Regions from separate parts of the Cydia pomonella genome. Here region 1 is linked to region 2. The links are chromatin contacts, called in public Hi-C maps. All regions are on one chromosome and are shown on one strand. Each heading gives the region's core, a stretch centred on a gene start, on an enhancer-like site or on the middle of the called end of the contact. The rest is flanking DNA. Distances are from core to core; before and after follow the strand shown. Region 1 holds the start of LOC133516817 (gamma-tubulin complex component 2-like). Region 2 holds the start of LOC133516804 (single-stranded DNA-binding protein, mitochondrial).

Region 1 (5,334 bases), core at 1,248-3,747, 190 kb before region 2:
ATAACTTTGTCCACTTGTACACTACAGATAGATAGGCAAGATACGAAATTACAATAAAATTATAGTACACAATTGTATTTTTTTTGTAGTGTTTTACGTTTATATAAGAATCTCGGCGAGTTAGTAAAAAAGCCTGTTTTCACAACAATTTTTTTTTTTCTTCCAATATTATTTAAGTGAAGGTTACAGTGAATTTTGAAACAACGTCAAGCAAGTAATGCAGAATAATTATATAACAAGATCCAAAGTTATAGTTTTCCCCTAATTTTCATTTTCTTATTGACTGCTATTATATTGCAAACAACTGTATATTTTGTACGCACGTCACAAAACTAACACCAAAAATTTTATGATTTCTTTGTTTTAATAATAGGCTTAATGATTCGTCAATATAACCCAAGACTTGTTAAATTTAAAAAAAAAAGGAAATGAAACACTTGAAACCCTCTTAAAGTAACCAACCACCTCGAAAAAATAATCAACCAAACCCACTGGCAACCAAAGTACTTACATAATAATCTTTCAACAGTATCTCAATAGCAGCAACTAAAGCATGGAGCACTTGTCCCGACCACATGTCACAGTGCTCAATGAACCTCCTCACTATTGAATAATTCGACGCCAGCGGCAGCATCTGTTGCACAATCTGCTTTAAAGCATCGTCTAAGTCTTCAGATATGTTGAAACTCCTGGGCTCATAAGTGTCTTTTATTGGCTGGTGGACTATGTAGTTGCCGGGGACACCAGAGAATACATACAGGAGGTCATCTATTATCATGTTCTCCTGTGAAGCTAGAGGAACGCCAGCTGGAATTGAAATAAACATATGTGAGTTATCTCACACCGCTCCCCGATAGCCTAGAGAGAGTAATTATGATGGGCAAAGTTAAAGACACCAGACCTCAAGGCCCTCCCCCTACTGTGCTTAAATCACTGCACCTATGCAATTAAAACTGCACGGAGCCATGTGCTTGGTGAGGAATAGAAGCCTATGGAGGTCTTCGATAGAAGGATGTGATGTCACGATCCTCAGCATTGAGGGACCAACTGAAGAAGAAGATGTAGGTTAAGGAGGGTGGTTCATAAAAAACTTTTTTCAAATTTTTTGGGGCACCACTCCATTTTGTTACAACTATATTACTGTCCTAAAATTGTAACTCTTCTCTCTCTATCAATGTTTTTTTAAGTATTTATCTAAATCAAATCATCACTAGTACCCACAACACAAGCCTTATTGAGCTTACTGAGGGGCTAGGTTGATTGGTGTAAGATTGTCGCATAATTTTTATTATTATATAAAATATATTAAAACGGGTCACTCTAGTATTTTAAGTTTAAAGTTGCTTGGCATGCTTCACAGAAGTGTTATTATTAAAATTATTATTTATGTAGAATTCTTACCTAACGAAGCAGTGAGAGCGACAGGCTCCTTGGGGAAGTCCCATGACATGGCGGGATGGTCCTTCTGCCAGTTGGGTAGGTCCAGGCTGTTGTACCAGTTTGGTCGCAGCCGCGCCTCCTTCTCTTCAAATGACTTCATCACATACTTTTTACTTTCATCCACTGCTTTAAGTAGCTTGTCTTTTATCTGTAATGATAACTTTTCTTTTGTTTGGCTCAGATTTGATTTATTTTGATATATGTTAGAGAGTAGTCTAAAATAACACGACACATATTTTTGTAACTGCCCAATCTCAAGTTATTGGGAGAAATTTACTATTAATCATATACAACACTGACAGTAACATGGTGACACATAACATGTGTTAAGTTACCTGAGGAAGGTCTTCTTTGGTGATTTGGTGTTTATTATCCCCTAGAATAGGCTTTGGTGCAACTTTTGGCTTCGAAGCTTTAGTCCGTTTTTCATCAAATACCAGTTTGTAGAACAGCAAGATAATATCTGGTAGATTATCAGTGCTGAAATTATAAATAAAAAGCATAGAATCGTGAAATACATAACGCAATACACAAATGAACCAAGGCACAGATGATCACGAGCATTACTTCCGATTTTTGAGCTCTTCATACTTCTTGATGAAAGCTTTGGAATTGGAAGCTTTCAGAGCTAATCTCTGAGCGTACTCGTTCACTTGTTTTGATGAGAGATTGCTGTTGCCATAGTTAGGATCGTTCTGAATGTACTCAAGCACCGTGTCGGCGTCTAAACTACATCTGTAAACAAATAACAAACGTTAACATTCGTATATGCCAATATTATCAATAGCACTAAAATCAACGTTTTATTCATACCCAAGAGCGTCCAGAAGCTCCTTGATGGTAGTAAGCATTTTTTCTTTGGGGAGAATCCAATTCTGATACATTTATGACTTTATGTGAAAATAATTTAAAATTACAGGCTCAGTCGGAGGCATAATTAAGCAGTGACACAGATATGACAGCTGACATTTTTAAATTTAAAAAAAAACACAGGGTCCTAAACACACAAGTAGCTTTGTTTAGGATTTAAATTTAAAGAACATTAGCTTTGTTCAAAGTTTACCAATTGATATTTTTATTGATAAAGTTGACTTATTCAATAATAAATTAAATTTATGTTCTTATAAATATTGTCTGTGGATGACCGTTACAACGCTCATGTTATACGTTCTACGTTATACTACTCACCACTAGATGTCGTTAAGTAATGCTTCTACACAAAAAACCAAAGGTAGTACCATGTAGTACCTATTTCAGAAAAGCGTAGGTGGTTGGTACGAGTATGTTTGTGTGCTTTTAATTTTGAGTTTTATAACTTCAAAATAATCAATTGGGTTTTAAACTCATGGACCTGATAATATATAGGATAGTTTGGGGACCACTGTCACAGGGATCGGAACCGGTTTTTTGGAAAAACTTGGAAATAAACATATATTTCGGTTTATTTTATACTCCAAATATAGGACTTGGTTGTGTTTTTATATGCCAGGCGACAGATAGTATGTTGACAATTTTAAATTAATGTAATAATATTTTTGTGTGTTTTTAGATAACGACTTCGTATTATTAGATTGCCCAATTAGAAATGAAATAATTAACAAAGAACGAAGAAATACCGTTTTCGTTCCCATACAAAAATACCGGTTTCCGATCCCTGCACTGCATCTGCACTGTCAATTTAATAAGATTTAATTTTTTTTACCTCAATAAATTATTATTTTTAATTTTTCATTTATTTATGTATGTAGGTAAGTATGTATATCGTCATTCTGTATTCTATATATATGATATCGTAGCCCTGTACCCATAGGCCCATAGCACAGTGCTTAGTTTGGGGCCAGGTTGAGCCGCGTAAGATTTTCCCCAAATATTATTATTAATTGCTGTTGATCAATAGATGGTGCTGACTAACCTAAAAAACTAATTAATGCAGAACATGTTGTTTTTGACATGGAGAGCCTACACCTCGGAAATCTCCGGAAGACCTGCAGATTAGGCCCATTATTTGCCACAAAACCTACCCATTATTCTAAACTAAAGGCACCTTTAAACAAGAGCCCATCAACGTGCTCACTAGCGCCACTGGTAAATAATTGTGATTATTTAAATTTTTAATTTGTTTATAATATTGAAACCAATTGCAGTAGCTTTCATTAAATACATCGAAAACTTAAAGGACGAATAGGACATTAACGCATAAAGCGGTAATAATTTTACAGGTGTCGGTGAAATATCAAAAATACCTACTCCAAATTTTCTCTTAAATATCCCATGATTGTTGCCGTTAACATATATGTTAGTCACGTACCTAATATCTGTAACTTTTATTGAGTCTTATAGGGCCCAGCTTAGTTGGAGCTTATAAGAAGCCTATTTCTGAATTTAAATTATCATATAATATTATCAAACTGAAATAGTTTTTACAAGAATTAAATGTGCGTTTATTTATTTACTTGTAAACTGTGTGAAATATGTTAAAATAATTTGCGCAAAGTACTAAAGTCATTCGTTGGGCAATGCATTGAGATTTGCGATGCTTTAAGATTACCCTTGCCAGCTCTTAAGAATTACTTAAAAAAGTCATTGATGTTAAAGGCTTATTACAGAGTCGAGGACTACTTGACAGACAAACATGCATGGTCCAAACCAGAAACTGTAAAAACAAGTAGCAATTAAAATCATTGTATTATGTGTCTATCACACAGTTCCGCGACAACGTGAAATGGCACCCTCATACTTGAAGTGAAATTGCACAAAAGATTTTTTCGTCGATAATCCGATTTTATAAAGAAATATAACAAACCGAAACGTAGGTATAGGAAATGGCGTAAAAAGTGGTTTCTCACAGTAGATAAATGTTGTGTCATAAGCATACAATTTTTTTCAGTGTTGTCGGCACTTTACAAAAGATTAACAAAGTTCGGCGGCCGTTTGTGCTCAATGCTGACATTGCTGACAGAGCAACTCGAGCTCTGTTGTGATTTGTGATTGTTTGATAGGAAAACTAAAGATTCGGCACTTGTACAATAATGCCGATTGATGATAGAAATAATAATGTTGTGATTGTGTTGTCAAACAAAGCAGTCGCCATGTGTGAAATACGAATCATTCTTTGGGGCTCTAATTTCAGATGTAGGTAAGGTTGTAGCATGTTAGGTGGTAGCAAAAATCAATTCTTGATTGACAATTAGTTTATATAATTTGAAATATAATAATTATGAACAAATAAATATAGACAAGTACAGATAAAAATACCTACCTCTCTAGATAGAGAGGCAGCTATTTTTCTAGGTAGATTACCTAGGTAACATAATTGTACGTATTTACTCAAATTTATTATTTGTGTATCCAGGTTTTTATTCTTAAAGTTAATTCGTCATTAAAAATAAACCCAAAAATATGACGTTTCCCATAAACACCTGAGTTTATGGACCGAATGAAAAACGATGTCTTAGAAATCCGCTCCTCTGATGTCGGACAGGGATCGGGCCATTCTTTTGCCTCAGATTTATGTGTTTTAGACAGCCAGTCTATAAATGCCGCATTTTTATTAGCCGCCAGACGTTTACCGATTAATAAAGTGGGCGAAGACGCGGAAGAAACGACAGCGCTTCCTAGAAGAGGCAGATAATCTCCTCGGAGAGCTTTTAAAACGGTATACAGAAGTCTGTTTTCTTCTTAACTAGATCTAAATAGAATGAAACGACAAACGCGCGGTTCTGTTAGTTATTCAAATAAAAAGAGCGTTTTCGGAAAGTTTGGCTTTCTAGCAACGGAAATATTATAAAGATTTCAACTTGTAGAATTACTGCGGCGTAAGTGAGAACTTTGTTTATTTATAATAGAAGAAACTGAAGCATTTTATAATTATATTTAATAAGTCTTAGTACAATA
Region 2 (5,308 bases), core at 1,607-4,106:
TATTTCTTCAAAATTGTCAGAAAATAAATATTTACAAAATTGACAATAATAGACAATTACCTAAAATGCCTTGAAAATTATTAAAATTTCCACTGTGATAAATGTAAAGTGGTAGACGTGTAGAACATTCTAGGGCTTAAACTCAAAGATTTCCAGCTACAATTTTCTGTGATCTCTTTTATCAATATAGGTAAATGTCATGAAGAATAAATATAAAGATATCTTGTAAATATTACTTAAGATATATAAGGCAACTAGCATTAAGAAACTGACTGTAAAGAGAATGTATGTATATGATTTGTAAAACAAAAGGGAGCTTTATAAAAATACCTAGTGTATTCTGTATGTACTAGTACACCTGAGTTTGTATTTTTACAATAAAATTATTTCTACATCGGCATAAACTTGCCATGAATTTCCAACTTGTTGTACACAATAGCATGTTTCATTTAAAAATATTGTGTCAGATTTATTATAACGTAAAAATAAACAAAGATAATGTTAACTGACTTATTATTCAATTTTTTTCGTCGAACCCTATAACTTCAGACATAAGAAATTTACCAATAGTACTTAATAGAGAAATCTAACAACACCCCATACGCCGTGAGAATGGTCACTGTTAATGACGCTAAATCGTCCGGTGACCAGCAAAACTCACTAAATACAAAAAAATAATTAAACACAATTAACCTTATTTTAGTAGTGATATGGTTCATTATGGCTATAAACTTGTGGTGGAAATTAGTGAGTTTTGCTTGTCACCTGACGAGATATTATTCTGACATTTGCACATGCACGTACGAACGAAAGTAATTTAGACATTACTACTGGACGAGTCTGTTATTGCATACCTAGCTTACAACTGAATAAATATTGGGCTCCACTATTTTTAAAAGAAAATCATACTGATACGACTAAAGACATCTATGCAATTATCGAACCTACTCACAATATTTCATTAGAATAAAAAAAAATCTAAAGATAAATGCGACCTGCAGAGAACAGACATACGAAAGCATTTGTGCCTAAGCTGGAACGGACTCTGTCAACAAAGTGAAACTGAAACAGTACGGCAACGGTAAAAGCTGTGCCCTAGTAAAAAAACATTAGAGAGGCCTAGCTAGATTTTTCGTCCCCGCCATAGAGAAATAAGTAAGCATAGAGTGTTCACTTTCAAATCAAAACGCTTAATATTTTCGTAATCGACATCTAGCGTCAAGTATCACATTTATCATTACCGCTACTTGACACTAGATGTCACCGTAACTACCAAGTGTATTTCTCACCAATTTACAACTAATATTACAAGCAAAATTGTTTTTTTTTTTCAGTTATAATAGTAGCTGAAAATTGTTGAGAATTAAAATAATAAGCGTTTTGGTACCAAAACTGATGCATAGAGTGAGCACTCTATGCTTGCTTCTTATTTCTCTACGGTTGGAAGAGATCCCTAAATGGGATAAGTTCGCTCTTGTATTTGGATATATTTTGTTACTTTCTACTTATTCTGTGAAGTGTTTTAGAGGCGCCATCTATCGTCGAGTAGCATAACCGCCAATATAAACAGTGCCACTCCCCCAGTCTGTCAATTAAATCTAAGTAACTCTGAATTGTGTAAGTTAATTACCACATTTTTGATGTTAGGAAAATTCTAATCATAAAGAAAAACAAGGTAAAGACTAGATAAAAAAATGATATTGTAGTTTTATGAACAACAAAATTGAAGCCCAAGAAGTTATGTCTATATATAAATTTATCCAGTAGTTATCAAATCACTATGACAGATGGTAATTTTAGATTAAAACATGATATAAAATATTAGTATTTATTGAAATAAGTGATATCACTACAGTATACTTAATAAATACAGGGAACTGTCATCAGAACCTATGATTCTGCATCAGCAAGTTGGCTTTGGAAAAAGATAATGTCATCGGCAATGACTGTTGAAGCTGTTCGGATTTGTCCATCCTCAGTTTTAATCTCGCCATATGATAACTTCCCCATGACATAAACTCTTTGTCCTTTCTTGAGATATTTATAGACAGTATCCCTTAGGCCAGGCTTAAATACGCTCACTCTGTGCCAATCTGTTCTGTGCAACATATCACCAGATTCATATTTGTAATTGAAATGTGTGGCAAGTGGAAAATTCACAACTGGGCGCTCCTCTGTTCCTCTTTTTTGAGGATCTGCCCCTACCCTTCCCAGAAGTGTGACTTGATTAATAGCTAAAAAGAGAAAATATTGTATTGAATGAAATGGAAACAAAATAAACACGTGATATTTAATGAAATAATATTTTTACACATACTTTTCTCTGATTTCTGTGTATCACATCTCATGGCTGTCGTATGGACGTCTGAACAGGGGACTGCTGTGAATTGGCGTGTTGCGCTATAAATCTAAAAACCATAACTTGAATTAACCACAAATATATTACATTAAAGATTACAGATAAGTAATTCACTATTCATAACCTCTATTTATACATAGGTTAAGCTAACCTTTAAATAAATTATTTGGGTAACTTACCTCATACAAATATAAATATTAAAGTTCACTCTTTACGCTTAAAATTTAAACAAAATCAAACTCGTCTATGAACAAGATATTTAAAGTTACCACAAAGTTTGCCGGTCATATTTAGAATTAGGTTAGTGAAAATAACATGTAAGACAAAATATAACTTACCCTTGAAAGACGAAACATTTTGAACTATAGTGTGTAGTAATCTTCAATCGTAAATCAATTTCCGTTGTCTTAAATTGTGTTAAAAACTATTGAAATGAATATGAGACGCAAGATAGATACAAAAAAATGCCATGCCATAAACAACTAACTTTTTTTAATTTAAGGGCTCCACTCGCCGTGCTACAAATCGCACGCGATTTTCGATACTTTTCAAATGTCATCGATAATCGCATGAGATTTGCGGCATTTTAATCGATCAATTGAATTCATTGCTCCCATAGAGGTACAATCATAGCGATGAAATGGTAGAGCCGGCAGATAACCGAACGAGATGCTCTTATGGAACTTTCAGTACGTTCTTGTCACAGTCTAATTTTTTTATTCTCCACCGTTAATTTTAGTATGGCTGATGGTGGGCAACAAATAACCCGACCAAATTACGTATAGGTTGTTTGAAGTATTCTAGGTATTGTAGCGCCACCTATTTATGGTTTTTTGTCGGACACTTTTTGGTATATGGAGATTCTGTTCCTTGCCTCTACCTTCCATATTATATCTGGGGGCCTACCGCGAAAATCGAAATTCGTCAATTGCGGGCATTTTTTACTGTCACTCTAATGACGTCTTAGAAAGAGTAAAAGAGAAAAATCCCCGCAATGGGCGAATTTCGGTTTTCGCGGTAGGCCTCCAGTATCTCTTTATAGTTTGTGGTTATAGCCCATGTATGAAGCCCTTGAAAATAATGTTGCCACGAAGGAAATAGTAGTCAATGCGTCGTATTGTTTCCTCTTTTTCCATTCGTTGGTTCATTGACAGTTGTATTTGTGGTTATACCTACCTATAGATTAGTGAAGTTATAACTCCAAAAACCATCACCATACCCAATCCTGGAAAAGTTGTTGCCTGTGAAGGATGCCTTCAGCTGCGAATCCTAAGTCCGAAAAGCCGGCCTCTTCGGAGGCCACGGATAATTCACCAGTACGACAAGTCTTGACGATTATTGAACATAAAATCCGTAATTTGGAGAAAAGAAAGGTACGTTGCTAATATACTGCACGACACCGACACCCAGATGTATTTTTCGTGTTTAGCTATGAAACTTTGCAGCTATTTAACTAAATACAATTATTATGCGCGTATAAGTGTTATACTTTCGCTAGTATAGTATCTTGCACAAGTGAGTTAACTTGCCGTGAATTGCTGACGCCATTTTTACATGTGCTCGGCCAGTGTTGACGATACAAAAGGTAGACATAATGAGCACCCAAACACGGGAGTTCGTTAACTAAACTGGCCCTTATTGAAACTAACACGTGGTACAATACTTCTGTTGTTTAACGACTGATAGTTTAAATCTACTTGAAGGTTTTTATCGTCATCAACATGATGATTATGATGATATCCATCTTTGAAGTATTTGTTACGAGCGCTTAGGAGTATGTTCTTTGTTCTGTTGATATTCAATAGTACAGTAACACTAGCCTCTGCTTGCGACTTTGTCCGCGGTAAATGCACTTCCAAGCGACCCTATTTTGTCCGCCTACAGAATATCAGCACCCAAATTGCATATTCAGTTTTCAAATCATGCTGAAAATGTTTCGTGTATCTTAACATTACCTACTTAAAATGTATACTAAACAAGTTTTAGTTCTTTTCGACATCTGTTTCTCGGTATGTAACTTGTTTATGTACTTATAAAGATCAAAATTTAATGACCTATTTAGATATCTGAAATTGTGTGTATATAATTGTGTTGTCAAGGGATTGCTTGAAAAGTTGATGATAGCTACCTATTCTGAGATTAAATATATCAAAGACTGTATATGTTGACCCTAAATGGTTTCTAGACGCAACAATGAGACAGAACCGTTTTTGAAGTTTTCATTGTTACTTGACCAACCTTTTAATTTCCTAAATCATTTAAGGTCACTCTTAATGTAAACATTTTTAATTTTCAGAGCAAGTTGACTTCATACAGAGACTTACAAAAATCTGGCAAAGAATTAAATGCTGATCAGAAAATAGCAGTTGCCAAGTATGACGAAGTTGCTCAGACATTAGAGTTTGCCCGAGACCTCTCAAAGCAAATAACTTCCATAGCTGTCTCCACTGAAAAGGAAGCTAAAAAACAAGCAAAAAGGGTATGTGTTCATTTATTTTTACTTGTGATAGCTTGCATGGCTGTATTATAGTACATTCGCATATATAGTAAAACATAAGACGACATGCCGACTCCGTCCGATCCGGTAAACAGCCGGTATTAATAATATTACATGCTCCCTATTTAAGACGGCCAAGAGCCTCGAATCCCAAATTAGGCAATCTTTTAAGGTGGGTCGGAGCCCAGTTAACTTTGGAGACCACTGATCCAGAAATAGGAGCCTCCGTCTCTGGGAATGAGACAATGATTTTCAAGTTTCACAATATAGCTACTTAGGAATTTCATGATCTGCTGGATTTTACAAATGGCTGAAGGGAAAATAGCAACAGGGGCCTGTGGGTGTTTATCCTAGATTAATCCAAGTAGGAGGATAGCGTCTTAGGCTTGATATACCTTGTGCCTTCATACTTTGCTATTGGTGAACAATTCAGTGTGATTATGCTGTAACTC

The links. A called contact is a pair of places that touch in the nucleus more often than the background predicts.
Region 1: a contact with region 2 is called in a Hi-C map of whole body, with 3 times the contacts expected there. The contact joins the promoter of LOC133516817 here to the promoter of LOC133516804 in region 2. A contact is called at or near these places in 2 of 2 Hi-C or Micro-C datasets (both in whole body).

What each region holds. Positions count from the first base shown.
Region 1 is chr4:1,197,128-1,202,461 of ilCydPomo1, reverse strand. It overlaps LOC133516817 (gamma-tubulin complex component 2-like), which reads right to left and starts at 2,497. Exons shown (of 8, transcript XM_061849803.1): 1 at 2,254-2,497; 2 at 2,008-2,175; 3 at 1,776-1,920; 4 at 1,402-1,588; 5 at 512-807. The coding sequence starts at 2,324.
Region 2 is chr4:1,005,478-1,010,785 of ilCydPomo1, reverse strand. LOC133516804 (single-stranded DNA-binding protein, mitochondrial) reads right to left here and starts at 2,856. Exons shown (of 3, transcript XM_061849777.1): 1 at 2,698-2,856; 2 at 2,318-2,408; 3 at 1,815-2,234. The coding sequence starts at 2,715. The coding sequence ends at 1,891. LOC133516802 (caprin homolog) reads left to right here and starts at 3,512. Exons shown (of 4, transcript XM_061849774.1): 1 at 3,512-3,732; 2 at 4,656-4,838. The coding sequence starts at 3,610. LOC133516803 (ets DNA-binding protein pokkuri) reads left to right here. Exons shown (of 4, transcript XM_061849775.1): 4 at 1-509.